7 separate regions of the Mus musculus genome follow, and regions 2, 3, 4, 5, 6 and 7 are each linked to region 1. A link is a contact called in public HiChIP or PLAC-seq and promoter capture Hi-C data. All regions are on one chromosome and are shown on one strand. The core of a region is the stretch at or near the end of the contact, and the rest is flanking DNA. Distances in the headings are between cores, read along the strand shown.

What was found. Promoter capture Hi-C pulls out the DNA fragments that hold promoters and counts their contacts. HiChIP or PLAC-seq counts read pairs in DNA pulled down with a chosen protein or histone mark.
Region 2: a contact with region 1 is called in an H3K27ac HiChIP or PLAC-seq map of extraembryonic endoderm stem cells, with 14 times the contacts expected there. The contact joins the promoter of Litaf here to the promoter of Rrn3 in region 1. A contact is called at or near these places in 1 of 39 promoter capture datasets (pre-B cells) and 1 of 115 datasets of contacts at active chromatin or transcription factors (extraembryonic endoderm stem cells).
Region 3: a contact with region 1 is called in a promoter capture Hi-C map of liver, with 4 times the contacts expected there. The contact joins the promoter of Snn here to the promoter of Rrn3 in region 1. A contact is called at or near these places in 1 of 39 promoter capture datasets (liver) and 1 of 115 datasets of contacts at active chromatin or transcription factors (astrocytes).
Region 4: a contact with region 1 is called in a promoter capture Hi-C map of liver, with 6 times the contacts expected there. The contact joins the promoter of Txndc11 here to the promoter of Rrn3 in region 1. A contact is called at or near these places in 6 of 39 promoter capture datasets (the 3T3-L1 cell line, 3T3-L1-derived adipocytes, hippocampal neurons and 2 more) and 1 of 115 datasets of contacts at active chromatin or transcription factors (astrocytes).
Region 5: a promoter capture Hi-C map of liver shows a contact between it and region 1, with 5 times the contacts expected there. The contact joins the promoter of Zc3h7a here to the promoter of Rrn3 in region 1. A contact is called at or near these places in 14 of 39 promoter capture datasets (the 3T3-L1 cell line, 3T3-L1-derived adipocytes, the C10 cell line and 9 more), 2 of 115 datasets of contacts at active chromatin or transcription factors (astrocytes and embryonic stem cells) and 1 of 9 other capture datasets (adipose tissue).
Region 6: a contact with region 1 is called in a promoter capture Hi-C map of liver, with 4 times the contacts expected there. The contact joins the promoter of Dnm1l here to the promoter of Rrn3 in region 1. A contact is called at or near these places in 1 of 39 promoter capture datasets (liver) and 1 of 115 datasets of contacts at active chromatin or transcription factors (astrocytes).
Region 7: a contact with region 1 is called in a promoter capture Hi-C map of hippocampal neurons, with 4 times the contacts expected there. The contact joins the promoter of Rsl1d1 here to the promoter of Rrn3 in region 1. A contact is called at or near these places in 6 of 39 promoter capture datasets (the C10 cell line, cranial neural crest, frontonasal cranial neural crest and 3 more), 1 of 484 Hi-C or Micro-C datasets (B cells) and 3 of 115 datasets of contacts at active chromatin or transcription factors (astrocytes, embryonic forebrain and embryonic stem cells).

The regions. Positions count from the first base shown.
Region 1 is chr16:13,778,695-13,782,298 of GRCm38.p6, reverse strand. It overlaps Rrn3 (RRN3 RNA polymerase I transcription factor homolog (yeast)), which reads right to left and starts at 1,600. Exons shown (of 18, transcript NM_001039521.1): 1 at 1,460-1,600; 2 at 201-306. The coding sequence starts at 1,542. It also overlaps the pseudogene Gm6354.
Region 2 is chr16:10,991,381-10,994,984 of GRCm38.p6, reverse strand. It overlaps Litaf (LPS-induced TN factor), which reads left to right and starts at 1,864. Exons shown (of 4, transcript NM_019980.2): 1 at 1,864-1,939.
Region 3 is chr16:11,064,435-11,068,038 of GRCm38.p6, reverse strand. It overlaps Snn (stannin), which reads right to left and starts at 1,741. Exons shown (of 2, transcript NM_009223.3): 1 at 1,592-1,741. Gm9861 (a long non-coding RNA gene) reads left to right here and starts at 1,771. Exons shown (of 2, transcript XR_003951968.1): 1 at 1,771-2,041.
Region 4 is chr16:11,132,617-11,136,220 of GRCm38.p6, reverse strand. Txndc11 (thioredoxin domain containing 11) reads left to right here and starts at 1,689. Exons shown (of 12, transcript NM_029582.2): 1 at 1,689-1,953. The coding sequence starts at 1,712.
Region 5 is chr16:11,174,600-11,178,203 of GRCm38.p6, reverse strand. It overlaps Zc3h7a (zinc finger CCCH type containing 7 A), which reads left to right and starts at 1,863. Exons shown (of 23, transcript NM_145931.3): 1 at 1,863-1,984. It overlaps 4930509G22Rik (RIKEN cDNA 4930509G22 gene), which reads right to left and starts at 28. Exons shown (of 4, transcript NR_151506.1): 1 at 1-28.
Region 6 is chr16:16,357,207-16,360,810 of GRCm38.p6, reverse strand. Dnm1l (dynamin 1-like) reads left to right here and starts at 1,780. Exons shown (of 21, transcript NM_001360008.1): 1 at 1,780-2,047. The coding sequence starts at 1,946.
Region 7 is chr16:11,201,415-11,205,018 of GRCm38.p6, reverse strand. Rsl1d1 (ribosomal L1 domain containing 1) reads left to right here and starts at 1,727. Exons shown (of 9, transcript NM_025546.2): 1 at 1,727-1,868; 2 at 2,562-2,701; 3 at 3,589-3,604. The coding sequence starts at 1,764. 2610020C07Rik (RIKEN cDNA 2610020C07 gene) reads right to left here and starts at 1,636. Exons shown (of 3, transcript NR_038156.1): 1 at 1,272-1,636.

The DNA of each region.
Region 1 (3,604 bases), core at 351-2,850:
ATAAGGTCCTAGTTCCAATCCCCACCACTGAGAAACCTAAATAAACGTACACACAAATGCTAAAGTTCATCTTATTCTCTTTACTGTCTTGGGGGGGGGGTTGTACTCAGGAGGAGGAACCCAAAGTCTTGATAATTTGCTCTTCGGTTTAATGCCTTTTAAACTCTGACTAAGCAAAGTCAAACCCCACCTCCTCGTACCTTTTTGTATTTCAGTAAGACTTCTGTCACAGTTCCGCCAAACCGAACAGTTTTTTTCGGAGGAGAATTGAAGAAATCGCTCTCTAACGCGAGCATATCGGAAAGCCTGAAGAACCAGGAAGACCAGTTATCAAATTCATGACAGAGAATGACGGCAGGGAGCATGGCTGAGCCAACATCATTTTGTGTGATGAGGCTTAAGTTTCTCAAATGATATCCCTCCTTCCAACCTTCTCTCCCAGGAAGCCACTCTTCCCTCAGTAAATCTGTCTCAGAAGCTGTGGCAGAATCCAACCTAGGCTACATAATGAGATCTTATTAAGAGTAAGGGAAGGAAAAGAAACTCCATATTCCCACATTAACCCTGTAAGATCCTGTTTAACCAGCCACCTTTCCTAACCCTGATCTCATGATACAATCATTTGTTAAAAGCGTGATGTCCTTTCTATTCCTCAAATTTGTCAAGCTGATTCCCATTTCACCTGCTACTCGCTGTTAGAAACACTCTTCCCAAGGTTGGAGTTCAAATGTCAGAGGCCCTCTCCACCAGAACCTCATACACTCACGCTTTATCCTGGAACGTTGTAGTTCTTCATAGCATTTACTGATACCTGAAACTATCTTATCCATGTATTGCCGCCGCCCCCCCACCCCACTGCCCCGCCTCCGGCTCTGCTGGGTATGGGTTAGTGTCTGGATAAGCTGCTGTCCCCAGTGCCTTAACACAGAGTATACACACTTTATTAACAATTGTCAGTACTATGCTAAGTGCTTTACAAGGTTTACTTCGTTTAAACAAGAGAATCAGACAAAATCTAAAGGTTAGATTCCAAATGTTTTATAGGGATAGGTATTTTAAAATGTTGGGCAAAAAGGACTGCTTATATAATATACGGTTCCACTATGCTACTGCTTGCTTCTACAGAAACAAATTTCAAACAAAATTTTTGGAATTCGATAGGTCACCAGTGACAGCTTTCCCCTAGATATCCAAAACCCTGGAAATGCCGCCCATGTCTTGGCCAAGAGAGGGAAGAGGAAAGGCACGGAAGATTAGCCTAGAGTCCCACAAGGGTGCCCCAAGAGTGAGTGGGAAACAATGGAACAGACAAGGCTCGCCCGGGCAGAGGGGACCCGAGGGAACCAGAGGCTCCTGCGTGCCCGAGCCGAGCCCGCACGCCCGGCCCCCTCGGCACATGCGGAGAGCTCTCAGCGGGCTCGAGCCCCGCACCCGCAGGCGGAGGCCGCCCGGATCTTACCCAGTCCGCGACGCACTCAGCGTGGCAGAGGCCGCTGCCGTCACATCGCCCGACAAGCGCGTGTGAAGCAGCGGGGCCGCCATTCGGCCTGAACTGAGCGAACGCCCGGCCTTGCGCCGGAAGCCACGACCTACCCGCCCCGGAAGTGGCGCTGCAGAAGGCAGCCCCTTGCGGGACGCGGCCCACGTGAGCAGAGCGTAAGGATCGCAGCAAGAAGGCGGGTAGGCTTGCGTCTGACCTTAACCGGCCTGAAGCTTTCCTAGAAATAGGCTGGCACAGCTTGGCGGGGCAATCGGTGGCCGCATTCCTCAGAAACTCCTTCAAAAAGAAGCTTGTCTTAGAGGCGTGTGCACGTGACCTTGGCGCTCAGGAGGTGGAGGCGGGAGGATAAAAGGAGTTCAAAGCGGGTTTCCTTCTGGGAAGTGAGTGGAGGAGGAAGGTCAGCTGGGTGCTTTCTCTGCCTCTCTGACCTAGCAGGCTTGCACCCCAGCATCTGGCCCCTGAGTCTTCATTGGTAAAATCGAACGGCTGGGATTTTTTTGGTTTTCAAACAACATGTTGGCTCTCTTAACTTTTGGCAAGACTCCGAGGGACACTGAGAGATCACTCCTGCTGAGGACAACCTGAGAAGCCATCAGATTTGGTCCCGTGCATCAAGCCAGAAGCAGCCACAGGGATGGCTGTGTTTCTCATGACCCCACACAAGAAGACCACCATCTTCACTGAGGCCAAGGAGTCAAGCTTGGTGTTGGCACTCAAGCGCATCATTGAGGGCATCATGAAGAGGCCTCCTGAGGAGAGCTGCTGTTCAAGGACAACCAGCTCCTTGATGAGAAAACTCTGGGGGAATGTGGCTTCACTAGTCAGGTAGCAAAGCCACAGGCCCCAGCCACAGTGGGCCTGGCCTTCAGAGCAGAAGATGCCTTTGAAGGCCTGCCTATCTACCCCAATTCTTGTCCTCCAGAACTTCCAGGTGTGATGAAGGATTCTGGAAATAGTGCTAAGGAACAAGTTGTACAGTGAGGGCCCCAGGCCCACCTCCTAGAGATCCATTCCTCCCCCACCACCACCACCACCAAAAAAAGGGAGTTCAAAGCCAATGGGTAACTATTAGGACCTGGGTTACTCAGGTAAAGAGCCCGGTTTAATGTTAGTAATACAGGCACTGGAGAGGTGGAAATAGAAGGATCCTGTATATCATTTTAGACACATTTTCACACCTTACTCTGTGTGAAACACATATTACACAGTGACCTAGCCAGAAGTGTGGAGACTGGTAAAAAGCCAGAGGGGAGAGTTGGACCGATGTTACCATGGGTAAGAGAACCCAGGCTGGGGAGCTGGGCATGATGGTACATACCTTTAATCTCAGCACAAACAGGCAGATCTCTGAATCTGAGGCTAGTTTATTTAGACTATCGCGTAAGTTCCAGAACAGCCAAGGCAATACAAAAAGAGCTTGTCTTGAAAACAACAAAAGAGGATCCAGGTTCACAACTGTTTCTAACTGCAGTCCCCAGTCCCAGGGCTTCTTAAACCTCTGTGAGCACAGCAGGGACACACAGATGTACAAAAAAACCCACCCAAACACATAAAATAAATCTTAAGACAGTTTTAGAGAATTTGCTATCCAGCATACTTTTTCTTCGGATGTTGAGGCTAGATTCCAGAACACTAGATGGATGCTCTGCTATTGAGCTCCACATATAACTTTGTAAAAGAAAAACCAGTGTCACTGGGCATGGTGGTGCATGCCTTTAATCCCAGCATTCGGGAGGCAGAGGCAGGCGGATTTCTGAGTTCGAGGCAGCCAGGTGTACAGAGTGAGTGCCAGGACAGCCAAGGCTATACAGAAAAACCCTGTCTTGAAAAACCAAAAAAAAAAAAAAAAAAAAAAAAATCAACCAGGCCAAAAAGAAGCAAGGAAAGGAGCTTTGTTTTTTGTTGTTCTTATTATTTATTTGTATTTATTGTGTATGTGTGTGTACCACATGCACACAAATACATCAGATCCTCTGGAACTGAAAGACCCACAATGTGAGGACTCCCCCACGTTCTGACTCAGGAGAGGCAACACCCCAAATCACTCATAAGAAATGGTCTTGATGCAAACCGCAAGAGAACTTTTATTCCAAGAGCACTCTG
Region 2 (3,604 bases), core at 615-3,114, 2.8 Mb after region 1:
AGTGTTCCCAAGATCTCCGGGCCATGGTGGCAAGCAACAGTAAATTCTTTTGTTAGGTTTGGATACCTCTTACTCTTTGGCACACACATATGGTACTTTACATATCCACTGATCTGTTGACCACTTGGGTTTTTATTTTCTTCAGCTTTGGTGAACAGCAGGGCCCACAGCAGTCTTGTACAGACTTACACGTTGGAACACTTGTTTTCAGTTGTGTGTGCCACCTGGAATCAGAACAGCAGCTGCACCCTCTCACGTGTACCAGCAGTGCACCAGGGAGAGCATTTCTTCCCTTCCCTTCCAACGTTATTACACATAAGCACACATGCACAGATGCGTGTAGACAGGCCAGAGGCCAATGTCACATGACTTTTTCAATTGTTCTCTGTGTTTATTTTTTTAATTAAAAAAAATTTAAGGGAGAGCTTGAACCCAGTCTGTATCCCAACTACTCGTCCCATACCACACATTAAGCATTTGAGGTACCCATGTTTGGGGAAACCCTAGGAACAGCATGTGAGGAATACAATGGATAAGCCTCACCCAGGGAAAAGCAATTACATGACCATAATATGGTATTTCCTTTGCCAGGTGTGCTCCATTATACTTTTTGGTATAGAATCTCAATTGAACCAAGGCTCTCCAGTTCTGTAGTCTGGCTGCCAGCAAACAACAGGGATCTTCCTATCTCTCCCATCCCAGCACCGAAATTACAGAGGAGGATTTAGGAGGCAGGGCCTATCTGCTAAGGGTGGCCATTGAAGGTTAACTCTATTCCTTGTCTCTGATCACTCCCTCTTCTCCAGCCTGGTCTACTGTAATGTGAGTAGCATCGGCATAGCTTCAGCTGCCATAATCTCAACAGCTTTGCCAAATCTTTCCCACGGAGATGGACTGAAACCCTCTCACACTGTGACCCAAAATAAACCTTTTCTTCCTGCAGCCTTTTCTGTCTGCTACTGTGCTCACATTAAAGCAAGGGGATAAAATGTAAGCCATGCATGGTAACATACACTTTTAGCCTCAGCACTAAGGAGACAGAAGCAAGCAGATCTCTGTGAATTCAAGGCCGGGTGGGGCTACACAGTGAAACACTACTGTGAGCTTGTGTGCGCTCACGTGTGCGTGCACCCCCCCACCCCCCCCACACATGTACGTTGTAAGAATGTTTTTTTTTTTTTGTATGTGTGGGATGAGTTGAGACAGGGTCTCATTGTGTATCTGAGGTTGGCTTCAAACTTCCTATGTCTCTCAGATTAGCCACATTTTTTTTGAGAAACTGTTCAGCCGTAAAATGTGCTGGGCTTGTGGCACTATACTCATTTATGGGCCGCTGGGTATGAACCCTGTTTTCATGCATGCTAATGTTAGCCCTCTAACAGCTGAACTGCAGTCTGGCTAGTTTTTGTTTTTTTGAGACTGGTCTCACTATAAAGCCTTAGCTTGCCTGGAACTGTTTTAGATCAGGCCGATCTTGAATATACGCCTCTACCCTCAGTACTGTTCATCATATAATTTTATTCAAATTATAAACTTTCATCAGCTACATAACATACAAATGTTGTCTCCCATTCTGTAGGTTGTCTTTATGCCTTGACTTTGGTGGAGGTGTAGTTGTGGCTGTTAGAAACAAAGAATAATCTCTCCCCTCCCTCTCCCAGGCCTCGCGGCTCCAGAGTCCGCCTCCCGCCCGACCTTTTGGCCCCGCCTCCGCGCGCCCCGCCTCTCGCCAGCCCACTCAGGTCGTAGCTTCATCCCTACTCCTCCTGCCTCAAGGCTGTTACTCCTCCCCTCCTAGACCCCACCCCATCTGGCCCTTTCCAGCAAGCCACGCCCCGAAACATCTCCGCCCCCGGCTCGCCCTGCCTCCCCGGAGCCCTCCCGGCCCGCGCGCGCGGCCAGAGCAGACCTCCCGGCTCGACTGGCGGCGCGGGCAGCGGTGAGTGCGGCCCTGCTGGGTGCCCGGTGGGGAACACCAGATTCGGGGCGCTGGGCACGGGGCGGCAACAGAGGCGAGGGTCGGGCTTTGCCACCTGCCTAGAGTCCCGGGGCACCGCGCTCTCCTTGGGGGGCGAGCAGGGATGTCGTGGGACCCGGGGTGGCGCGCTCTGGGCGGGATTGAGGGCGAGGGGTCCCAGCAGTGCGGTTGTGTTTGGTTCTCAGTCTCGGACTACCCAGCTTCCGTCCGAACCTCACCAAATGATGCCCCTCGGGCTTATAGGAAAAGGCGCGACTTTCTCTAGTAACCTTTAGTATCTAAGTTGCGATTTGGAGAACGCCCCTGTGTGTACTCTGAAAGCAAAAGCGAATAGAGAAAAAGTAGAGTAACTTTCCAGATGCTCTTTAGCTGTTCCGGGCCCACGCGTCTTTTGCTCTTATCCCTGTGAGTTTCACACGGGTTCCCAGACCGGTGCGAGCGTATCGGAGAGCAGGGGAACTTCAGGATCGCGGAGTCTAGAGCCCAGGCGAAGGAGGACGTGACCCCCGCCTGTCCTGCCAGCCCAGTTCTTACTTCCCAGTGGTTTCCAGGTCCGTGTGGGTCTAGACGGTGCTTTTGATCGTCATTCGGTATCGTGCCCCCAGCTTTCCGTTGAGGTTTAAGAGGAAGAGGTGAGGAGAGCATGGGTGTGTTTTAGAAAGGGTCGTTTGGACATTCCCTACCTAATACTTTGTCGGGTTTGTGCTTCCGGAGAGTGAAGCTGATGTCATTCTCTGTTGGACTGAGCGGTAGTCATTGGGAAATAGTTTGTGGAAGTCACGGGGCTCTCTAAGCTCATCCCCTTTTTGCTGTTTTGAGACGGTCTTAGATAGTCCAGGCTAGCATCCCAACTCCATATGTAGCTGAGGCTGGTCCTGGACTTTTCTGCCTCCACAGTGTTGAAATTACAGGGTTGTGCCACTGAGCCGCTCCTCCAGCCTTTTCTGAATTAAACCGTCCTCCCCTGAGTGAGCTGAAGCTGGTTCAGGGACTCCTGGACTCCATATTGGAGTCCTTTGAAGGAAAATCATTTCTACCACTAGGTGCTTGCCTCCTCTTCTGCCCTCCGCTCCAGCCTTCTCAGATTGGCTCTTTTAAAGTAGAACTAATGCAGAGAGAAAGGAGCTGAGTGGTATCACTAATTCCTCCAGCGATTGGCTTTATCAGTTGGATCAGGATCCAGAGGGTGTGTCGCTTGCCTTGCCTGACCTAGAATAACACCCATACTTCATCTTCTCAGCCAATCCTTGTTCTGCCTTCTAAAGGTGTTCAGGCCAGCTCAGAAATATTTGTTGTAGATCTACTTACTGTGGGAGAGGCCCATTGTCCTCCTTCCTATTCCACTAAAGGCATTAATAATGAATGGTTTTATTCCTGCCTGAAAAAATATCCTTATGATAGTTTACTGAATCAAGTGACACAGTGATTGGTATCAGATCCACCCAGTGTCTTGAGTCTCTAAGATACTAGACTCCCTAGATAGTAGCTCCCTTCCTTTGGCGGATACATTCCTTTGTCCATCAATACTTTTATGGCCTGGCCGTAGGAGGGGAAAGGGCTACCCCTTGTCCTTTGAAAATGCTGAAAAAATGGCTCCTGGCCCTAAGTGGCTTATGCTATGGGCGA
Region 3 (3,604 bases), core at 492-2,991, 2.7 Mb after region 1:
CCATGTCACAAATAGCCTCTTCTCTGGGGACATCCTCTGCCTACTCATCACTTAACTGGGCACATCACCAGTGCTATTGTACTCAGCTGGGCACCACTCTGCCACTCCATCCAAAGCTTCCACCTCCCAGGGCCTCCAAGGCAGTGAGAAATACTGCCCTGCTTTCAGGGCCAACTAACATCCAGGGGCTTCCTGCACTGCTCCATCCTCCAGCAAGGCCACCTTCCAAGTGTCCTCTTCAGGGGACCCCAGACCAGAAGTATTTCCTGCTCAGGGTTCTGCTTGGTCAAACCCCAAAGGCACCATCACCGAGGGCTTCTGCCATCCAAGAGCTTAGATGGAGGACCAACAGCAACAGGAAAGAAAAGGGAACATCTATCATGGCTGTGCCCATTGTCCTCTCCCCTCCCCTTCCTCCTCCAGAAGAGAAATCTGCTCCAGATGCCACCCTACTCCCAGTTCTTATGCCAGGAAAGGAAACTAAGACTAAGAAGTTTGGGAACTGCCCGAGGTGAGCTGCAATCTCATAGTCCAAGCCTGAATTCTGCCCCCACTCGTCAGGGTCCCATCTGGCCATACAACTCTGGCGGTGATATAATAGTCGATGCTGAAAAGTTCCTTGATGCCACACTTTTGAGCTCCAACATCTCATGTGGATCTCTCCAAAACTTCTGCATCAAAACAATCCTAGAACCGAATGACTGCTCTTCCTACTTGACAAATAATCTGTAGCTTAGAGAAGTTAACTCGGTCCCCAAGGTCACACAGTTTAAAAAGTGGAGGTGCAGATACCCAGGAAGCCCCGATCCTAAATAACCGATTTCAAACCTGATTCTAAAACGTCATATGTCTGACCTGTCTTCTTTCTCCTGAAAGCTGAGCACAATGAGTCTGTGTTTGACCCCTCCTTAGGAGATAGTCTAGGTGACCTGGGTCGAGAGGACTGGACACTAATGACAAGCGTCCCAGCAGCTCCCGCGTGCTGAGCGCGGGCGGTGTGCAGGCGCGGTGCCAGGCGACGCCGCGTCTCTCCCACTCTATCGAAGGAGCAAGGCGAGGCGCTAGGGAAGTAGGGGCCTGTTCAGGGGGCGACAGCTGAGGAGGAAACGACAGCTGAAGACAAATCAAGTCCGCCTGACCCCAGTTTTTTTCCCTGGGGGGGGGGTCCCAGAGACCCATTCAAGCCCACGCCGCGCAATCACTGCCGACCCGACCTGGGACCAAACGCTGCGGCTCAGCCTCAGTCTCCCCACCAATGAAACGAGCGCCAGATTTTCCCTGGGCCCCCGTTCCCCTCGATCCCATCTTGACCACGCTGGGGCGCTGCCAGGAACCCCGTCAATGCGGAGTGAGTGTTCCGGGCAGCCCGGAGGATCCGCGCAGGACATAGAACCGTGGGTCACGGAGAGGGGCAGATGCCCAGCCAAGCAGCCTCCGCCCCCCGCTACCTCCTTTGTCCCAATCCCGCGGCGGAGGACAAAGAGCCCCCGCCCGCGCGCGGCATCTGCCGCGCCGACCCGCCAGCGCCGCACCCCGATCCATCCGGCGCGTCCCTTCCCCCTACCCGCCTGCTCTGCCCATCCCTGCTGACCATGTCGCGGCCCGCAGTCCTGTGCAATTAGCCAGCAGCAGCCCCGCCGCCCCGGCTCCGCCTGCGCGCCAGCCGGGTCGGCCGCGGAGCCCTCGCCAGACGCCAGAGCCCGATCAGCAGGGGGCGAGGTGCTTGGGCTCCGCCCTGATTGGGGGCGGGGCGCTCTGGTGCGACCAACTGGAGATCGCGCTGGGACGGCGGGGCGGAGCGGAGCGGGCTGGGTGGAGTCACGTGCGCTCTGGGCCCGGAGGCGCACAATGGGCAGAGGGAGTGTAAGCAAGGGGGTGGGTAGTGTTTCTCAGCTGGCGGCTCCCGGAGCTGGGGCAGAGAAGGCGGGAGGCCAGGCTTCCTTGAGCGCTTATTGGGTGCCGGCAGTACTGGGCCTGCGCCTGGCGTCCTCTTTCTTCGAGGGTCAACCCAACGACAGAGGGGAAACTGAGGCGCACAGCGGTAAGAGTGTGATACACCGCCCGGAGATTACAGGCAGAGACGAATGATTTTCTTTCCTTTTCTCATCTTTTCTTTTCTCTTCTTTTCTTCCTTCCTTTTTTCCCCTTCAATTCCATCATTATCCTTTCATCTATCCACCCTTCTGCACTGATCATGTATCTTGCTGCGCCCTTGAGCCACTAGCCAGACAAACCAGGTCCTGTCCTCAGGGATGCGGACTCAATAACCTCTTAGTTAAGCCTTCACCAAGTGCCGTACTCTGTTCAGTCCACTCAACAACATCAAAAGAACGCCAAATAAAAACATACCGACCCATTTGACATGAGGAACTCAACACTCCAGAAGACTTAAAATACTCTGATGTGCTGTCCTGGAGGCAGGATTTGAAGCTAGACACAACTGGCTAGGAACACAAAGGTGCTAATTGGTGTACTGACTGCCCCCCAAAAAGAGTCTGAGAGAGGATGGGACACTCCGTGATGGCCACCAGGAACTCCACAAAGAGTTTGAAGACCTCTGAGGCCCAAGGTACTTGGGAAGCCAGGAAGAAATAACTTGGTTGGGGCAGATAAGACTGGGATATCCCCCTGGGAGCTGGGAAGCTAGGGACTGCTAACTTTCTTAAGGTCCTGCACACAAGCTGAAGTGTGGGAACTCCCTCACTTCACCTCAGCAGAGTGATTCCCCTCCATACCTCTCATCCTTTGGCCCATGTCATTTCTTTTATCTTAAACGTTCTTCCACACCATCTTTCAGATCTCAGCTTCACACCCTTGCTCTCTTTCCCAGTCAATGGACTTTCATGTCCATTGGGAAATCGTGTTTTCTAAGGGCATCTCATTAGCTTTCAGTCTCCGTTTCAGGACTAAGACTGAATCGTTCACTGGTGAGCCTACAGAACAGTCAGTACACAGTAGGCTCTTTATAAGATATAATGAATGAATAGTAAGATGGCAAGGCTGTCTCTGCTGCTGAAGGACTGGGCTGAGGAAGTAAGCTGGCTTTGGTGTAGAGAGGCAGAAGGAAGCAGGGCTCTGGGCCAGCTGCCGTAGAGCCTAGAGCCTGATGGCTCTGAACAGCTCCTGTTCACAGACCTGCCCATCGCTGTGCGTCCTCAGAGCTCCTGCCTCTCATTAGTGGTCTAGGCCTGGAATAGGTAGGTCCAGAACTCCAGAGCTGGGGCTGGCAGGGAGATAAACACGAGCAGGTATATATATGACTGAGGGGAGGACGTGGGGAGAGGTGAGCAGCATACCACAGAAATGACTTCAAATCTAGCCTTGCCTACTGGAGGGCTAACCTAACCTCTGTGTCTCACTTTTCCTCATCTGAAAAATGGGGTCATCAGCAAACAAACCTCATGGAACTGGGAACCCATCAAGTAATGGGCACAGGGGAAGGACGCCTACCTGCTCACTGGTTACCTTACTAACATGGGTAAGTTTAGAGAAGACTCAGATCACCACATTTGGATTTTGGCCGGTGACTTCACCTCTCTGAGCCTCAGCTCCTCGGCTTCATGGTGGGTCTCCTGCATCCCACTGTTGGAGATGGTGAGAAAGG
Region 4 (3,604 bases), core at 440-2,939, 2.6 Mb after region 1:
CTAGGAAAGAGTTTGGGCAAACTGCAGGTTGTTAAGGTGAGTAGTGTGTGGGGTGGGGGTGGGAGATGGGGGTCACCTCCAGGACTCTGGTGATAGTATGGAAAACTAATACTAACTGGCACATGTTAGGACTTGGTTATCTCCATTGGGTGGTTTTGTTAAAATAATCTTACAATTTTATGTGTACAACATTATAACCAGTGCCCATGGAGGTCCGATCCCCTAGCACTAGAGCTATAAACTTTTATGAGCCTCGTGTGGATGCTGGGAATTGAACACTGGTCTTCTAGAACAACCAGTGCTCTTTTAATCACTGAGCAATCTCTCCAGCCCCACATAGGAAACATTTGATCTAGATTATTTTGCCCTCCCTACCAACTTTACAAAAAGATTTTATTTTTAATTATATGTGTGTGTACCTTGGAGGACATCAGATTACCTGAAGTATGAGGTAGTTCACTACCTGTAATTTAGAACCAAACTTGGGTTTTCTGCAACAGCAGTATTCTTACTACTGAGCCTTGTCTCCAGCCCCAACCAAAACTTTATTTTGAAATAGGGCCTTGCTAAATTTCATAGTCTGGCCTTGAAAACTCTATGCAGTCCTGGTACAAGTGGTCCTCTGGTTTTCTCGAGTGGTTGGGACCACAGTTGTGTGCCACTAAGCCTGGTTTAAAAAATTATACACAACTCATATAAACCTAATTTTGGGAGGAAAAATGAAGATAATTCACCCTGTATCTTAGGCTGGCCTTGCATTCTTATTGCTTGGAGGCGTGAGGCAGACAATGTCCTGACTCCAATACTTTCCAAACTTTAATCACGTCTGCTATGTTTCTGTGGATTTGCCCATCAAGCATGGGTCATAGAAATGGGATTACACAATATACATCCATCCTTTTACTTAGAGCTGGGTTCTTTTGTTGAATGTAATTACCACTTATCAGTACTTGTCTCAAGGTTTCTACTGTTGTAATAAACACATGAACAAAAGCTACTTGGGGAGGGAAGGGTTTGTTTTGGTTACACTTTACCATCATTGAAGGAAGTCAAGGTAGAATCCTGCAAGCAGAAACTGAAGCAGAAGGCATGCAGCGTTATTACTACCCCATTACAGAGCAGCCCGGTCTCCGTTTTATTACTGTGTCCTCCAGTCCTTCTCGCCTCTGCACGAGGCCTCCCCGCCCCACTTTCTGAAAAGCAGAGATAACAAACTGCACCCATGTCCTGAAGGGTCTGTCAACAGTGTTGACGCACTAGCGACAATCTGAGCCCTAACAGTACCCGGAAGGGCCGACCAACGGAAGGACTCGCTAAGGAGACACCACCAACTAGCTTCCGGACGCGAGGATGTAGCGTCAGCGCAGTGAATGAAGGACAAGGTCTAGCTTGAGTGACTGCAAGCCTGCGCAGAGTCGCTACAAGAGAGGCGGGACCGGTGGAAGGCTGACGCGGCCGCGAGTGCTGCGAGCACCCGCGCAGACTCCATGGGCTCGAGGGCGTGGCCCCCAAAGGGCGTGGCTTCGCGGGAAGCCGGCATTCGCGCAGGCTCCGAGTCGGAGGGCGGGGCATCTCTGAAGTGTGGCTGACGTGGAGAGTCCGGGTTAGTGAGCGCCGCTGGCTGCGAGGTCCGGGAGTGACGTGCGGGGCCGGGTCCCCGGGCCCGAGGTGGCGGCAGCGACGGTATAAAGCCGGCCACGGGGAGCATGTAATGTCGGAATGCGGAGGCCGCGGCGGCGGCGGCGGGAACAACAGCGAGGACGCCGAGGACGAGGGTGGCGGCCCCAAGGGCTCAGGCTCCCTCAGCCCTGCCGGGGCGGCGGCGTCCTTGGAGGGCCGGATCCGCCGCGGCTTGCGCGGCGCCTCGCTTATGGCGCGCCAGCGGCCAGAGCTGCTGTGCGGGGCCGTGGCTCTCGGCTGCGCCCTGCTCTTCGCCCTCAAGTTCACTTGCAGGTGAGGCTGCCGGGACTCAGGCTCCGCGGCCAGAGCTATGCCACCCCGGCTGCGCGGGGCCAGCTCGGGGCCTCCGGGGTCGAGGGTTGTTTGTCTTCCTCGGGGAAGTCGAGCCTGACCTTGCCTGCGACCACAGGCTTGACCTTCCCGGCGGCCGCGGTCCCCCACTCTCCTAGTTCGGCGTGGAGGCGTTTCCAGGGTGCTGCTCTATATCAATTATGTACCGAGGGCGTTTGGCCCTGTTTCTGAGCTGCTTCTCACCTGTTGGGGTCTCTCGGGGTGCACATGTCAATTCTTGCTCAGGCTATAATGCTCAGTTTTAATTCATTCCATTTTCCTTAATGCTTGCAGTGTGATGATTCACAAGCCATTTAGGGGTCTTAGTCGCTTTTGGGAATCCAGGCAAGCCTTTGATATACTGACAGTGCACGTTTGTACTGAGCACCCGTTAATGCTGAAGACAAAAATCCCCGTTCCCTGGAGTTCTCATTGAAGTGATGATATACAATAAACAAACACTTCAGAGACCTTAATAAGTGCTATGCAGGGAATAGAAGGATGAGGTTGGGTAGGGCAGAAAGGGCCTTCATAGGAAAATGGCATTAGCCACTTACACAAGGAAAGGAAGGGGCAGAGGTGGAAGAGCTGGGGTAAGAGCTATTACAAAACAGTTAAGTGCAAAGATCTGGAGTCTGAGCAAGCTTGGTCTTTTTGTGAAACTTGGAAAAGGCCTGAGTAGGCTGGAGTTTAGGAAGAATGGAAGCTAATGTGCATCTTTTCAGAAAATTGTGTAGATAGATACAAAGTTTATATTTCAATTATACTCCTTGCCTCAGATCATCAGTATATCATTTGACATTGCAGTTTATAAAATCTGTTATCACTTGACATATCCTCTTGGCACTTCTGTCCAGAGGGAGATTTATGTGGGCACAGATTGAGTGTAATGAACACAATATGAGATCCCTGAGGTCAAGATGGGCCAAAAATTAGGAGTTTTAGGGGGAAGAGACTCGTTTTTTTAGTGTTTGCAATGTGTTAGGTGCTATGCTAAAGTGTTTAAAGCCAACTAAAAGTGTTTGTCACCACACCTGGCCTGGAGTTTGAATCTTGAGCAACTAGACTGGTACTGTCTTTATAAGGAAAATACAGAAAGTATTTTACAAGGTGGAATGTTGCAACCTGTCATTTGGATTCATATTAACAGTCCTTTTCCCACGTCAAGGAATTGATTTACTTCAGTTTGCCCAGCTGTGAAAACAGTGCTCAGTGTTTGATCTGAGACACGTGACTTGGTGGGTGACCTCTGAGAGAAGATTGAAGAGTTTAAATCAGTCTGAGGAGCTGTCAGGATGAGCTCCTCAACTGCTTTTGGCTGGGAGAGAGAGCCTGCAGCCTCACTTCCTCAAGCATCTTTCTATGGTGCTGGCAATGGGACAGCCCTTTTAATAAACTCAGATGAATTTTTAAGGACTTTGTTTGATAGGATGGTGTTAAGATATTATGGTACAACTGACCCTGACATCTTTGTTGCTCTTTCCTTAAGATCTTTAATAAGGACAGAGGCTTCAGGAAGAATATATCAGGTCTGTTTTTCAAATTTAATTTTATTCATAGTACAACTCTGAAATAAATGACTGCCCTCCTCAGT
Region 5 (3,604 bases), core at 614-3,113, 2.6 Mb after region 1:
ATGCACCTATCCGGTACAGCACCCAGGTAAGAGGCCGGGGACTTCCCCACTAGTATAGAAGACAAAGAAGCAGAGACCCTTACAACACACAGTATTCTTCAAGGCTAGAGAAGGTTCATCCATGCTCAGCCCTTCTTTTCCTTTGCTCCCTACAGTACATATAATGATGGGTTCCCAGATATATCTACTCTCTATCACCAGCAACTTGTGATTATTGCTACCTTGCCTGGAAAATCACTGGGAATCTCCAGGTGGGATCCAGGACCTCCTTGTTTCAAATGCAATCACCAGGGCCCTTTGAGGGACAACTGAAAGCAAAGACCCAGAGAAGGTGTGGCAAGGAGACCTCATTTAGAGGAAAATACTGGCTCTGGAGATGACAGGCATGACCTACGAGTCCAGGAGGCCTCTAGGAGCTAAAAAGAGGCAAGAGCTCAACACTAGTTTCCAGAAGGGACAAGCCTCGTCAGCACCTGGACATCACCAGTGAAACACCTGCTGCAGACTCTGGTCCTTTAGAACTCTTAAGTTTATGTTGTTTCAAGGCAACAAAAATGTAGGCCATTGGTACAGGAACAACAGGAAGTCCATACATTCTCATCAAGTTTCACTTTGTACTGGCCCAGTACTGACGACTTCCTGAGCTTACAGTAGCACTCTGGGTCCAGACAGAGTGCATCTCAGTGTCTTCCTTCTAATGTAAACTTTTCCCTCTGTCCCCAGTGGTCCTGGACCTGGGTATTTCTTGCTTCATAGCCAAAGAAGACCTGGAACTCCTATCCCCCCCCCCCCACCCCCATGTACTGCTATGACAAGGGTACCCCACCATATCCAGTTTATTTGGTGCTGGAAATCAAACTCAAGGCTAGGCAAGCACTTTGACAACTAAGTTACATCCTCAACCCCTTTCACTTTTCTGCTTGTCCTTTCTATATATCCGCCCAACGGCATGAAGAAACTTTCTAAAACTGCAAATTAGACCTTGTAATTTCCATCTCAGACACTGAATTCCAAATTTCATGCAGTGGCTCATCCTCTTTGAGCTTTCTACACACACACTTTGTCTTCCCTGTCCCTCAGCAACTTAGGCTCAGGATCTTTCCCACTGCCTGGAAGCACTCTCCCTTCTACTGCCCTGACTTGGAGCACTTTTCACATCTCCAGTCGCAGGGACTCAGCCTTACATTGTTCTGTCTGGGGTAATGTACACCTGACCACTGAAACACCGGTGAATACAGCGACATATAAGTTGAGATGAAGGCCAGGGAGAACAAGAGCTTGTGTTGGCTCTGAGATCCGTCCCTACATTCATTTGCAAAAATACCGCATTTTGTTTTCAAGATGATAAAAACAGTGACTGCGAGTAGGATAGGGAATTGAGGACAAGTTCCGAAGTGACGCTCCGGCGTCCGAATGAGTTTAGGTCACCTCCCTGTTCAACGCGGGTCCCTATGCCTGTCATTCATTTGAAAGGACACGACTGTATGGCTGTTTTCAGGGTGACGGTAACAGTATCGGAATGCAAAGCAGGACGCTCAGGATAAGTTACTGCAGAGAACAGATTCCGAAGGAAGTGACACCCTGGTGCCCAGATGAATCTAGGTCTCCTTCCAGTCCTACTTTGGTATCCAAGCGGTGTGGGAGAGGGCGATGATGCTGGGCTCAAGAGCTTGCGGTCTCTCACCCCCTTCCGTGTGGCCGCCCAGGGTTCCGCCTATCGCCGCCGCTTCCGCAGCCCCGAGGCCCCGACGTGGCGCCTCCAACCCCGGGCTGACACTGGCAACGCAGCCAATGGTAGCGTTTGCGGGGCGGCGCGCGAGGCCTCCCGCCGCCAGAGGGCGCCGCCCCGAGCGTCGCGGGCTGGCAGCTGCGGTGGGTCGCCCAGGGAAGCTGCGAGACTGTGAGAGCTCTTGAGCCGGTGAACGCACATCCCGCTGTCGCCTCCGCACTCCGCGCCCCTCGGCTCCTGGGTGCCGCCCCGCAGGTGAGGGAAGGGGACGCGCGGGCGTCGCGGGCAGGGTCGCGCTCTTCCAATCGCGTGCGTGCGCCGCGTCGCTTCGTGAGCACGCGCGGCCGTTAACGGACTTCAGGCGGGGGAGGGGCGCGGACCCCCGAACCGGCTGCACGGGCTCCTCGGGAGTCGTAATCCGGGCACGCGCGGCGGCCCCTGCCACCTGGACTGCCTGGCCGACATCCACGCACTAGCTTTTGGTGGTTTAGCATTTCGTTATTCCTGGGTGCTGGGTGATCGCGGGGCGTCCGTGTTAGTAAGTGTCTCGGTTTGGGGACGCTCGCGACGCCAGCTGAGTGCGCGCTCGCCGGTGTCGGGTTCGCCCCTTGCGGGTGTTATGCGCGGCCCACCCCGCGTATGGGTGGCGACTGGCTTCCGGTGTTCGGCCGGGGTTCGGAGACTGTACGAGGGTTCTCGGTTTTCCTTTCCCCACCCTTAAAGAATGGAGACCTGTCAGTTCCCATTAGCGGGAATTTCCGGTTAGGGGTAGTCAGCGCAGGGGTGTGGTCAGGTTGGAAGGTCCTAGCTGGGCCCAAGGGGTGGTGCCTGCGCTCTGACTGGGTGAATTTATTCCGGGGTTGGGCGTTTTTTGGGTCCCCAGATGTTAAGGGATCAAAGAGGGTCATAGTGTTAGGTATTTAAGACCAAGAGGGTCTGGTGTAGACCTGCGCTGTCCGATGGTAATGTGGCCACTGGTAAAGTGGGGTGGTCGAGCACTGGAATGTGGCAAGAATTGAGATTCACTTTTGGTTTCAATTTGTTTGTTTGTTTGTATGTTTGTTTCGAGACAGAATTTCTCTGTTTAGCCTTGGCTGCCCTGGAACTTACTTTGTAGACCAGGCTGGACTTGAGCTTAGAGATCTGCTTTCCCCTACCTCCCGAATGCTGTGATTTAAAAGCCGTGCCACCACCGCCCCACTCCGGTTTCAGTTTTAAAGTCTGATTTGAAAGATTTCGTTTGGGAGGAAGAAAAAGAACGAAAAAGATCTCCTTGGTAAACTCCTATGCTTAAATCAGCCAGTGTTTAGCAAGCAGTGTGTTATATACTTGAGGTGATACCTGTTGTGGCTACGTTAGAATTAAAACAATCTGTCCAGTTTCTTTTTACTATTTTAGTATGGCCACTTCGTAATTTAAAATGGCACGTACCGCCGGTATCGTATTTCGATTGGACAATGCTCTACTGGACTGGGGGAGGGGCTGGGCGCTCTTGCCATCTGCTCTTTTCCTGCTTCTTTTGGAAGTAGCTGCTTTTCATGGAGGTCTTGAAGGAATCCAAGGCTCTCTTCACCTCCGTTGAAATGATGAGCAGAGCTGCACTGTGTGTGCGTGAGTGTATGTGTGGGTGTGGACTTGGTGTTGGTGTGGTGTTCTTCATCTTTGGACTAAATCAAGTGCATGGACAGTTTTCTCTATTGAAAAATTTCCCCTTTCTGCTCTGTTAGACCAGCAGGGTGCGCTACAGATGTGAATAAGGTTGAGTTATTGAGGTTGAAAATGTCAGTATTTGGAGTGGGGTATTATGCAAAGAACAGGTTGATCAGTGTCCTCAAGATGTACCAAAACACCCCTTCCCAGCTGTGTTCCTGTGAC
Region 6 (3,604 bases), core at 531-3,030, 2.6 Mb before region 1:
TTCTTTCCTCTTATGTCTGATTGCTCTGGGCAATCCTGGCAGTAATGTACTGGTAGACTTTCTTAAGCACTGCCTGTGGGATTATTTTTTCTCTTACAAAAAGCTACATGATAATATATAAGACTATATGTGTTCTGTTACCAGAGAAAAGATAATTTGAGTAGGAACATATACCATACCAATCTATGACATGTTGGCTTTGGTAATATGTATGTATATCAATTTTACCAAACTAGCTCTTAGCACACAGTAAAAGACAAAGGAAAATCAAGTATAAATGCATCATTTTTCCTAGGGTACTTTATTTATCTCTGGCTAGGCTGGAGCTCACTATGGAGACAATAGAGCTGACTCTTGCCTCTGCCTTCTCAGTCTGAGGTTACATATATGCTGCTGCACTTGGTTTTGGATTCTGAAATCTTTGTTTTTAAAAGACAAAAGGGAAGGTCACAACATTTGCCAAGATGTCCAAAAATCACTTCTGGATCTTCAGAGTCTTTCATTTATGTGTTTTTCAAAACTTATTAACCAGCCACCATCTGTGTTCTGAACAGTAAAGCCTGTCTCCTATGGCATATGTTGCAGGTGAATGGTAAGTAACCCCTCCAGTTATACAATCCACAACTTTGTGACTATGAGTGCTCATGGCTATCATGAATAGATAGCAACAAGTTTTGCTTGGCTTTTCACTCCTCTCAGGCTGGGGAGTTTGTGGCTCTGAGTTACTGTTTTATTTATGTTTAACAGTCTTAAAATCCAGTATATTGTGATTATTTTGGTACCCTCATTACCCTCTGATATTCCCCCTTCCTTTCTAGGACTCCTTCTTCCCACCTATTAGTCCTAGTGGGTATACTAATAGAAAAAGCTAATCCCCAACTCCAGCAAACATTCACAGTTACTGCTCCTTTAGAAAGAATGGAGCTTCATGGGCACCTCCTGTTTCTATGATAGATAGCTGGAGGGCCCAATCTTGTGCAGGTATATAGTGCTATGTATTCAGGCTACAACTACAGCTTTGTAAGTAGATGACAGCTGCTCAATCCTTGGTTTCTTATATTCTTTCTGCCTTCATTTCTGCATTGTACCTTAAGTCGTAGTTGGTGTGTGTGATACGAATGTCTAGTTCTAAGGGCTTATCATTCACTCTCAGAACTTTGACCAGATAAACTCTCTTGGTGGGTAGGCTGGAGCGGTAGAAATGTCTGGAGACATTCTTTTAAGTTTTCCTATAGTTTCCTTGATTGCTCTTCATAAAGTAGTACTTCTCATAAGGAAATGACATTGGTTAATTAATAGACTCTATCCCTATTTTGGAAGGGGGGGGGGGTTCGAGACAGGGTTTCTCTGTGTAGCCCTGGCTGTCCTGGAACTCATTCTGTAGACCAGGCTAGCCTCGAACTCAGAAATTCGCCTGCCTCTGCCTCCCAAGTGCTGGGATAAAGGCATGCGCCATCACTGCCCGGCGACTCTATCCCTTCTTATAAACACAGGATTTCACTATGTAGTACAGACCTTGTTAACCTTTTGTCTAAGTCTTCCATGGTTGTCCATAAAATTGGTGTGTCCCAACTCCTGGAGGCATACTCATACATAACACTCTAACAATCATTATTCATCTAGCTGTTAGCTAGCATTTTGACTATAGTAGACTCAGATTCACGGTCTCAGCTTCCTTACCCGCCCAGTTCAGGTCGATACCTGAAACCTTCTAGAATAGGCCTTCGCGTTCCACTCAGCCTGAACTACATCTCCCGGCAGCCTTTGCGCGCCCACCTCTGTCGTGGCGCGTGGCCTGCCGGGAGCGGGCTGGGTGCTGGCCCGGCCCAATGGGTGCGGGCTCCCGAGGAAAGGGCGGAGGAGAAGAGGAAGCAAGCGGGCTGTGGGTCGAGTCCCCATTCATTGCAGTGGCCTGCTGGGTTGGGGGTCCAGTGTTTCGGGGGTCATGGAGGCGCTGATCCCGGTCATCAATAAGCTGCAGGACGTCTTCAACACAGTGGGTGCGGACATCATCCAGCTGCCTCAGATCGTCGTAGTGGGAACGCAGGTAAGATGAGGCCGCGATTGCGAGGCCTGGCTCGGCCGCAGGCCTGCAGGTGTCGCCAGGAGGAGGCCGGCAGCTCGGCGCTCCGCTCTGCTCCCGGGCGCTCAGCGGGACTGAGTGGCCCTGCAGCCTACAGCCCGGCGCGGCTTGGCCCAAGGGCACTCGGGGGACGCGCGGGCGGGCGTGTGGGCGGCTGTCGCTTCCTTCCGGCCGCTGAGGACGCGACGGACTCAGGAGTTGCTGTGAGCAGACAGGCAGCAAGCTAGTGGTGAGTCGGTGGCCCACGGAGCTATTACAAAGTAAAAATAAGATTAAAAGAAAATCCCGGGTGTAGTTGGAGGCCTAAAGTTAGGAAGGAGCACCATGACTTTGGTGTTTGTAATTTTGTTACTGTGACCCAAATTTGGTATAAGGTTCTCAGGCCTTATGTGGGGTATTGGCGATAAGTCCAAATTTTGTATGAAAGAATGTTGAATAGATATCTAGAATAGCAGAGATATGTGAGTTTCATTTTTTAAAAAAATGCCTGCTTTGAACTGAAGAGGAGCAACAGAACTTTAGGGGAGGAGGGCGTTTTTTGTTGGTTTTGTTTGTTTTAATGTTTGTGAGTACGCCGTCGCTGTCTTCAGACACACCAAAAGAGGGCATCAGATCCCATTATGGATGGTTGTGAGCCACCATGCCACCATGTGGTTGCTGGGAATTGACTTCTGGAAGACCATTCAGTGCCTCTATCCTCCTGGGGAGAATTGTTTTGTTTTGTTTTTGTTTTTGTTTTTTTTTGGGGGGGGGGCGTCGAGACAGGGTTTCTCTGTATAGCCCTGGCTGTCCTGGAACTCACTTTGGCCAGGCTGGCCTCGAACTCAGAAATCCGCCTGCCTCAACCTCCCGAGTGCAGGGATTAAAGGCGTGTGCCACTACACCTGGCGAGAATTGTTTTTGAGATGAGCCCTACTCTGTACTTCAAGCTGGCTAAGAATTTACCTTGTTACCTGAATTGGCTGAAACTCATAGCACTCCCCCTGCTTCAGCTCCCTTGACTGAAAAACTACCATGCCCAGAATTTTTTTTTTTTTTAATTTTTATGATGTGAGTGTTTTCCCTGGTGCTGGTTAGAAGAAAGTATATGATCCCCGAAACTGGAGTTACAAATGATTGTGAGATGCCATGTGGGTGCTGGAAACCAGGTCCTCTAAAAGAGCAGCCTTTGCTCTTAACCTCCAAGCCATCTCCCCAGCCCCTTTATAAACATACTTTTAGGTGCTCCCATTTGTTAATATTCTTTTCTTCTGAGGTGATGGGTGATTTCTCTGTTTTCCATGGGTTGTATGGCTACATCTTAACTACAGAAAGTGTATAAATATTATAAGAAGAAATAAATTAGAGGATATCCATATACTTCAAACCATCCTGTAGTTTATTATTATTATTGGCCTTTAAATATTTAAAGCAGTAGGAATTATTTTGGGGCCATTTGCTGGGTTGGCATAGATAGTTTTCGGACAGTCATGTCTGCATAATCCAGCATTAACACTTGATGTTGGCTGTGCCCGAAGACCA
Region 7 (3,604 bases), core at 478-2,977, 2.6 Mb after region 1:
TTCTTCAATTTTGCAATTCTTTGGCTCTAGACACTTACTGTTTCCAATCGCCTCAAGGATCTATCATCTGAATTCATGGAATTTCCTTGGCTCAAAAGTCTGGTGCTTGGGGCTGGAGAGATGGTGTCAAGAGTACTGCTTGCTCTTCCAGAAGACTACAGTTTGATTCTCAGCATTCGCACGGTGGTTTCCAACCATCTGTAATTCTAGTTCTAAGAGGATCTACACTAGCACTTCCCACATGTGGTGTACAGATACACAGGCAAGTAAAACATATACATAAAATAAAAAAGCCCTACTCCCAGCACTGGGAGGCAGAGGCAGGCAGATTCCTGTGAGCTAAAGGTCAGCCTGGCCTACAAAGTGAGATCCAGGGCAGCCAGGGCTGTTACACAGAGAAACCCTGTCTCGAAAAACCAAAAACGTCTGGTTCTCAAACTTGAATACAGGCAAGAGAACACCTAAGACCACCAATGCTCTTTGGAGTGTGTTAGCCTGCATACCTCAAGCCCAGTGTAGCAAGTCACTGCAATATGTTAAAAGTCCATCTTATACTAGATTCTAAATAGCCAAGTAGAAGCAGGTGCCAAGGACTTGTATTCTACAAGTTAAATTAGGACAAGGTCCTCCCTCAACAGACACTAGCAGAGCATGGTCCCTTCACAGGAGCACTTTTGGAAGACATCTGACAATGGAGAGCATTTTATTCCCACACAGCTAGCTGAACCTGTCACTATCCTTAACATTCACATAAAAATTTCTAAATAAATTATGTAACTGTGCCGGTACAAGGTGGGGGCAGGGGACTCGCTCACTCTTGTAAATCTAGCATCTGAGACGTAGAGGAGGAGGCTCACTCGGGTAACCCTGGGTGATATAGGAAGAGTTTGACTTAAGTGGGGGCGTATTGGTGGATGCTTTTAATCCTAGCACTCTGAAACCTGAAGCAGGAGGATCTCAGTGAGTTCGAGGTCAGACCTGTCTATATAGAGTTCCAGAATAGCCAGAATTGCCATAATAGAGACCCTGTCTCAATAATAGAGACCCTGTCTCAATAATACTCTGTCTCAATAGAGGCTCTGTCTCGAACTAATCGAAAATAAAAACTGGTGGTACTATTGAGAGCTCCCTGAACTGACTGAGAACAACCTCGAATACGGGGTATTGGGCACGGTCACCACAGTGGGCATGCTTGGCAACTACTCATAGGACGTTCTGGCGTATTCTCTCCTACACTAAAGTTATCCCTTCACACTCACGCAAGGTCTTACCTGGGCCGAAGCTCCTGAGAGACCGACTCATTTTTTCGTTTCTCGCGCAGCATCCCGCGCCTAGCGTTGGCAGTTTCTCTTTATTTCCTGGGAATACCACCAATTTGGGGAAACCGACGCCTGAAGCCAGAAAGGAATGGAGGAGCCACGGCTTCCCGCTCTGCAGAAGACAGCACGGGATTGAAGAGAGGGCTTTAGTCTCTCCTTAGGGCGCTCGCTCGGTGTCCTCCGGAAGGAGCGACAGGGTTTTTCAGGCCTGCAGCCTTAGAAAGAGTCGGAGGCAAAGGAGATGCTGCCGCTAGAATAACTCTGGGCACAGTCTACGACCGCAACACCATCTACCCAAGAGGGCGGGCCCAACATCTAATTTCGCGCCTCGCCGGAAATGACGTGATACCCCTCCCCCTCGCAGTGTTACTGACTGCTTTCCGGTTCCGGGCCTCCGGGCTGCGCATGAGCTCTGACTTCTACAGGCCTTCCACACGAGGCGACATGAAGGGCTCTGCGTCCGAATCTCCCAGTGCCTCGGTCGCTGAGGCGACCACCACCGACGTGCAAGTGACCCCGACCGCTCTTTTACAGCTGGACAGAGAGCAGGCGAGTGGCTTTTGGGGACGACGATTCGGGAAGCAGGGTGGTTAGGACCCGCGTTCGGCGCAGGGTGTGGGGCGAGAGGCTGGAAATGAAGTGGGCCCGCGACCGCGTGGGCTCTCCGGAGCTCGAGGCTGGCCTCTGGGAACGCACCCAGCGGGCTCGCTCTTCTCACACTTCTGGCCTGTTTGCCTCCTGTGGAAAGCGGGCTTCTGCGCTCGGTTCTGCAGCATCACAGGTCATGTGTCCGTGCACAAAGTGTTGGTAGCAGGGCCAACGCGCCTTTCCTGACCGCTTCCTTTCTCATAGAGGGCAGGAGAAGCTTCCGAATAGTCCTCTTACGTAGAAAGGACAACCTGTAAACAGATTTTGGAAGCAAGTCCTTAGATGTTTTAGACGGGTTCTTACATTGCAATGGGTACAAATTGTAATATCCCGATACGCTGATGAAATTTGCCCAATAGAAAGAGGAGCGCCAGGCTTTGTGGCGCACGCCTTTAATCCCAGCACACGGGAGACAGGCGAATCTTTTGAATTCGACGCCAGCCTGGACTAAGTATTCCAGGTTGGCCAGAGCTATATAGGAAAACCCTCTCTTGAAACGCCCCCCGCCCCCCAAAGGAGCAAAGGAAGCAGATATGTCTGTGTGGGAGCAATTAACATAGATTGAGAAAATTAACTTATTCTCTGTCTCTGCAGATTAGAAAGGCAGTGGAAGTAATATCTAATCGCTCAAAGTCCAAAAAAAACAATAATGAATTGCTGTTGAGTGGGAGCGAAAATTTATTTTTAATGGTGATATTATGGAAAATTCCAGAGAAAGAACTTCGGGTCAAAGTGTAAGTAATTATTTATCTCTTGAGAGTTGTTTGGTTGGATTTTTTTGTTTTTTGGCTGTTTTTTTTTTTTAACATTTATTTATTTTATGTATGTGAGTATACTGTTGCTGTCTTCAAACACACCAGAAGAGGGCATCAGACCTCATTACAGATGGTTGTGAGCCACCATGTGGTTGCTAGGAATTGAACACAGGATCTCTGGAAGGGCAGTCAGTGCTCTTAACCGCTGAGCCATCTCTCCAGCCGCCCACCCCCTTTAATTTTTAAAACTCAGAGTGTGAGTGTAAGAATGTGGGCCACATGTGTCCAGTGCTTGCAGAAGCCAAAAGAGGATGTCAGACCACCTAGACTGCAGAGATAAGAGGTTGTGAGCAGCCCAGTGTTGGTACAGGTGACAGAAATCAGATCTCCTGGGAAAGCAGCAAGTGCTCTTAACTGCTGAGTGTGTACAATCCTGCATTTGGTCTCTCTAGCCCAATATTTTCTCTTTTAGAGCCAGAAGTGGCAGAGGCAGGCAGATCTCTTGAATTCGAGGCCAGCCCTATCTTCAGAGCGTATTCTAAGACAGAGAAACAATGACATGAAAACAAATAACTAAAAATATTTTTAAAGAGCATTTATTTGTGTTTGTCTGTCTGTCTGGAGTATTGGGTGCACGCATGTGGCAGTCAGTGCCATTTCTCCCTACCATGTTGGTCCTGGAGCTTGAGCTCTGGTTGTTAGGCCTGGCACTGAGCACAGGTTTTCACCCACTGATTCATCTGGCTTGCCTGCATGTATTGTATGTTCTCCTTAGCTCTCCTAGGTCAACAATGACCTTGAATGAGAGTAAGCATGTGTTGTGAATAACCCACGTACTTTCTGGCCTTTTTTGTCGTGTTTTGCAGACCTTTGCCTCATAGC